2 separate regions of the Zea mays genome follow, and region 1 is linked to region 2. A link is a contact called in public Hi-C data. All regions are on one chromosome and are shown on one strand. The core of a region is the stretch at or near the end of the contact, and the rest is flanking DNA. Distances in the headings are between cores, read along the strand shown. Region 1 holds the start of LOC109942982 (rho-associated protein kinase 2). Region 2 holds the start of LOC100282162.

Region 1 (2,768 bases), core at 223-2,722, 330 kb after region 2:
GTGTCGCTCTTACCATGCAGACAAATATTGTATAAATTAGAGTAAATGCTATATTCATTGGTCATCACCAAGAATATACGGCCACTTGTTGGCTCAAGAGCATCTTATTTATAAGTTTTTATGTTTTGAAGGACTAGACGAAGATTTGGCAAATAAGCTAAAATTATATTGTACAAGATTTTCTATTGGCTCTCATTTCTTGTTTCGGTCAAAAAAAATTCTTACAAATGATATGCTAACAGATCATTCACTCGGGTTATGCTCTCGTTACTTATTTCTGATATATTAAATATTTCGAGACCAAACTGACCAACAGGACGTCAGTATCGCACGGTTATACATTGAATTGTGCGACTTTTCTTCGCCGTGATGTCACATTAATTTCTCAATGTGCTACCTAGATACAGACAGCAACAACTAAATTACTAATAGCAGCTTCTGATCCGCTCTCTTTCTTGAAACAAACTAGACAATGACAAGTGCAGGCAACTGGAAGTAGAAGGGATGGGTGTGCAATCCATGGCCTTGAACATACCTGGAGAAGGATCCGCAGGGTGACAAGCTGGCGGTCACGTTCCTGGAGACGCCGAGCAAAGACGCGCTGCTCCCTCACCTTCTGCAGGACGACGACGCTCAACACGCCAGCTGCAAGGGCCACCAGCAGCAGGAAGACGTAGGGGAGCTTCCTGCCGGCATTGGCCATTGCATAGCCCTTTGATCTGTATTTGCTGCTCCCATCCATCTCTCCTATACCTGTGTGCGTGGACGTTGCACTTACTCTTGTTTACTGTGTAATGCTCCTTCCACTGCTTGATGCTTGCAGAGTCTTGGCCTTGTTTGCTGCAGAGATGTGAAAGAGTTGGGTGTGTGTGTGCGCGCGCGCGCGCGCAGAGGGGTGGGGTGGACCTACAGCTTCTTTTTGGGGAGAGTTTTGGGAATGGCAGGGCTTGCAGAGTTTCTTGTGCTTGGATTGGAGGTCACTCATTGGTAAGGAGGGGGTACAATACAGCTACAGCTGAGCCTTTTGAGACGACTCTCCATGCTACTCGTATGCCAATGCACATGATCTTGAAGCACTAGCCTATTTTTGTTTTCAAGTTCTGAGCCACGGAATCAATCTCTCAGTCAACACTTGCGGACTTACTGGAAGACGATTTTTTTACCTGCAACTGTGAATACGTTCTAATGAACCTGGAACCGTACGATCATGCATCAGACGATCCATGCCGAGTGCCTGGAGGCTGAAGCTTGCGGACCGACAGTTCCACGGCTTTCTGAAGGAAAAAATAAACCGAATTCTGAAGCCAACATGGGTTGTAAGGCGAGCAATTAATGAGATGAGATTCTTCTATGCTTCTTCTCGGATCTCCAGGCAACGATCGCCTCAGCATGAGTAATCTATTCGTGGTGCAGCAGCACCGTTAGGGCTCCACCATTCAGGATGCAGTATCCTAGACAAAAGGACGTGTGAAAAATGCTAATTTTTAGTCCAAATGGGCCGGATTGCCAAGAGAAGGCAGCCATGTGATCGTGGTGGGAAAAAAATGAAGAGGTTACTTGTGACGAGGAGACTGATGACGCCATGACTAGTAGTAGAAGCTGCGAGTGTATAGATTAGAGAGCAACAAATTGATGAAGAGAACGGTGATTATTTGAGGCCTGCGAACACGACCAAAGGATGGAGGTTGCAAAGGGCAGGTGAGCGTTGATGGGCTTCACGTCGATGCCATGTCCATCAACATTCCTTGATCCTTGCAGCCACGATGAACCAGCTTAGGCTATCGGTAGGAAGGCAGCCTTATTTATTTTTAGGAAAATGGACGTGATGTTTAAGTAGAACTGGCAAGGTGGCTTGCACCAAATATTAATTATATGCATTGTACTAATAAATTAACCTAAGCCAAGGATTACCCTATTCATAGCAGACCAACCTGCGACTCGCCACAATTAACAGTCTGGTACTCAGACAGGATTCGTTCAGTAATGGGTCTCGAAAAAGAGAACTCCATCCCCATGGGTGCAGTCGAACAAGTGCAAAACAACAAGAACTCGCATCTTTGAATAATCATCTCCTCGAGGGCCTGTTAGGTTAGGGCTGGTTTGGTGCTAAGGAATTGGAGAAAAATTAAATAGCAAGAGATTCCTCCCCCATAAATCCTCTATAATTTCTAGTCACCAAATCAGCCCTTAAGATGAATTGAAAGATATTAAAGAAAATTAAATCCCTTACTAGTCAATAAGAATTTAATCCTCCGATCCGAATATAACCGAACAGGGCCCAATTAGGTAACTCGTCAGCAGGGCCTACTCCGGTTTGTCAACTGAGCCCCACAATGATGATGGTATGAAATTACACAGGTCGTTGGTCAAAACAGATACAGAATTTATCAATAAAAGGCAGTTCATGATACTTTGTGTTGGTGAATTTCAGGATATCAATGAAAAAAAAGGAAAAACAAAGGACAGGGGACTCAATTAGCAACAATGTCCAATTGATTCGGGCACAAGCACAACTGAGCCGAGCTTTACTAAGCAACGAATTGCCTGCTCCATAAAGGTCCACTACTTTTTTTTTTGTCCACAAATTTTCATAAAACACACAAAGATTTCGGCATATCTTCTAATGCGAGTCTGGAGACACAAAATTGCTCTTTCAGTGGAAGAACACGTTGTCCGTGTACCGATCAAAAGGCAGACCCACCCCCTTTTGTTTTCCCTGTCATTACATCCTTTGCCTCGTTAATCTTTGAAGCAAGGTAATGACTTCC
Region 2 (2,835 bases), core at 100-2,599:
GTTGGAAATAATTTATTGGCATGGCACCATTCAGTAGCTCACGTGATGAAAGTTCAGCTAACAGATCAAAGTGATATTTTAAATGATCTTTAACCAACATGGCCTCTTCATAGTTCATCTATGTATAGAGCAAAAGCCGTTACTGATGTTGTACCACATAACCATATTAACGGAAGCTAATGTTACCTCTCAAAATTAAAGTTTTCACTTGATCGAAGGAATAATCCTAGCCAAAGGGCAACGGAAAGGAAATGTCAAATGTTGTTTTTGTAACTTGGATGAGTCAATACAACACCATTTCTTTGATTGCCTGAATGCTAGGTTTATTTGGAGATTGATACATGTTTCTTTGAATTTACCTCCTCTGATAAATGTTGTACACATGTTTAATGATTGGCTACAAGGAATAGAAAAGAAACTTAAATATCGAGCCTTGGTAGGAGCATCTGCCATTTGTTGGGCAGTTTAGCTTAGTCGATATGATGAGATTTTTAACAGGACACGAGCTTTGTCCTCTTAGCGGATGGTCTTCAGGGCAATGCACTGGATCCGCTTTTGGGTGCTTCTGCAAAAGGAAGAGGGCAGACCTCGCATAAATTGAGGGTGCCGTGTGCTAGAGACGACAGTGGTGGACCTTTTTGCTTATCATGGCTGGAGTTTTAGTGTCAGAATTCCTTTTATTTGATTTTACCCTTGCAGGACTTGCGAACTTTGTTTTTTGCACTATTGGTTTGTTCAAACTTTGGACTTTGGGCAGCTATATGTATCGATCATACAAAGGCTGGAATATTAATGCATATTCCCTTTACTAAAAAACACCAATTTACTACACCCGTGGTGATATTTCACAGAATTCTTCTCACAATTGGATTTGTTCAACCTATAGCACACTTAAAGGGCTAAATAATCGAGTCTTCCAGTTCCTCTACCCTTCCCGACTAACGAATCGTAGAACCAAAAACAGTCTCGCGATCGAATCAGACAGCACGCCAGAAAACAGATGAGAAGGGATCAACCTCGGTTCCGACGGAGTCGTCTGCGTACTCGTGGAAGGTGCGGACGCGGAGGCGCACGGCAGCGCGGAGCTCGTCAAGCGTGACGAACTCCCGCACGGCCACCGCCGCGGAACCGCCACGCTCCAGCAGCACAGCGCCATCAGTGGGCGAGGCGGAGGCTGCGGCGGCGGCGAGGCACCGGAGGCGCGGCAAGGCGAGGCGATCCCGCGGGCCGCGGGGCTGGGCGGCCGAAGGAGGCGTGGGCGGGAGCAACCGCGATGGCGACGCCATCGGTGGCTGTTAGTTTGATTCGGGTGTTTGGGAGGCGGAGGCGTCTCCACCACAGCTGCCGGAGTGTTTGGCTTATGCTAACTATCAGCTCATTCGGGTAAATATACTGTTGTGCACGTCTGTCGCTGACTTGCAGGCAGCAGCAGCTTTGCCGGTGAAAATTATAGTAAAAAAACTAGTGAAGTCTAGTTTTATGTGACCGTTTTTATTTAGGTCTCTTAATTTAAAAATTTTTTAAAAAATAAGTTGATTAACTATCAAAATGATTATAAATATTTATACGAAAAATTTAAATCGTTTGTAAATTTAAATTATTAGCTAACAACTAAAATTGAGCAATTAGAGTCTAATGCTTCATCCTCAACTACCGATGATAGTCTTATAAAAAAGAATAAAAAACTTAGGTTAAGTTAGCTAACTCTCAAGAAGTCATTGAAAACTTGCTAAAGAAAATGAAAATTCTTAGCATACATAATAATGAGCTAACTAGCAAGCTAGAGAGCATCGGTAGCATCACGGGAGCATCTTTAGTTGAAATTCCTGAAATTATTAAGAAAGATGCTTCTACTTCCTGCTTTGATTTAATTGGTGATTATAATCCATGCAATCAAGTTCTCATTAAGAATGTTATTATAGAAACCTGTTCGGATGAGATTGCAATGGAGAATGAGCAATTAAGACAAGAGGTGGCTCGCCTAAGCAAGGCTCTGTATGACAAGAAAGACAAAGACAAAGAAATTCAACCTCCTTAGTATAATACTGCGGGAGTGACAAGCCTGTGAAGGGAGAAATTGTGATTTGTTGGCTATGCCACAAAGAAGGCCACAAGTCTTACCAATGCAAGGCGAAGACCGGGAATAAGCAAAAGCAAAATCTCAAGCAAAAACCAACAAGCAAAATCTCCACACCTATATCAATAAGGTGGGCAAAAAGGCCGCTACACCATATTTGATTAAGAAGAAAAAGAATGGAAAGGTGATAGCAATCACAATCAAGACCAACAAAGGAAAAAGAGCCAAACATATCTGGGTGCCAAAAGAGATTATCTCAACCATGAAAAGCACAAAAAACGTTTGGATTCCAAGAGGGAAGTGAGAAGTCTGAAAGACCTCGGGAAATATGGAGACTTGGCGAAATTGAGATGTATATCATGGGATGCATCATATTGGATCAAATCTATGCCAAGTGGGTTAGTGGATACTTTGGACCCAAATCCCCCACCCATGACTAAGGTAACTAGATTTATTGCATTTTTTTGTTTTTAGATATGAGTATCTGTTGGGGACTTGTTCTCAGATGCTATGAATTAAGAACAAGGCAACATAGAATGTTAAATGTTAAAACCCTTCGTCCGCTGAAGCATTATTTCCCTGAGGATTTAATGAGCTTCGGACGAAGGTTATGGATGATAAATCACGAAGGTCCTACCTTCGTGTTCAGAGATAAAATAATACGAAATAAAATATAAAATATAAAACATTAAAGAATACCAAGAATAAGTAACGTCATTTACTTATTTTATAATATAAATTGGTATATTAAAACATGA

What was found. A called contact is a pair of places that touch in the nucleus more often than the background predicts.
Region 1: a Hi-C map of endosperm shows a contact between it and region 2, with 2.3 times the contacts expected there. The contact joins the promoter of LOC109942982 here to the promoter of LOC100282162 in region 2. A contact is called at or near these places in 2 of 25 Hi-C or Micro-C datasets (endosperm and leaf).

What each region holds. Positions count from the first base shown.
Region 1 is chr10:52,128,984-52,131,751 of Zm-B73-REFERENCE-NAM-5.0, forward strand. It overlaps LOC109942982 (rho-associated protein kinase 2), which reads right to left and starts at 1,473. Exons shown (of 2, transcript XM_020545624.2): 1 at 536-1,473. The coding sequence starts at 742. LOC100280573 (mitochondrial import inner membrane translocase subunit TIM14) reads right to left here. Exons shown (of 4, transcript NM_001401324.1): 4 at 2,363-2,768. The coding sequence ends at 2,685.
Region 2 is chr10:51,796,105-51,798,939 of Zm-B73-REFERENCE-NAM-5.0, forward strand. It overlaps LOC100282162, which reads right to left and starts at 1,350. Exons shown (of 5, transcript NM_001313838.1): 1 at 1,017-1,350. The coding sequence starts at 1,286.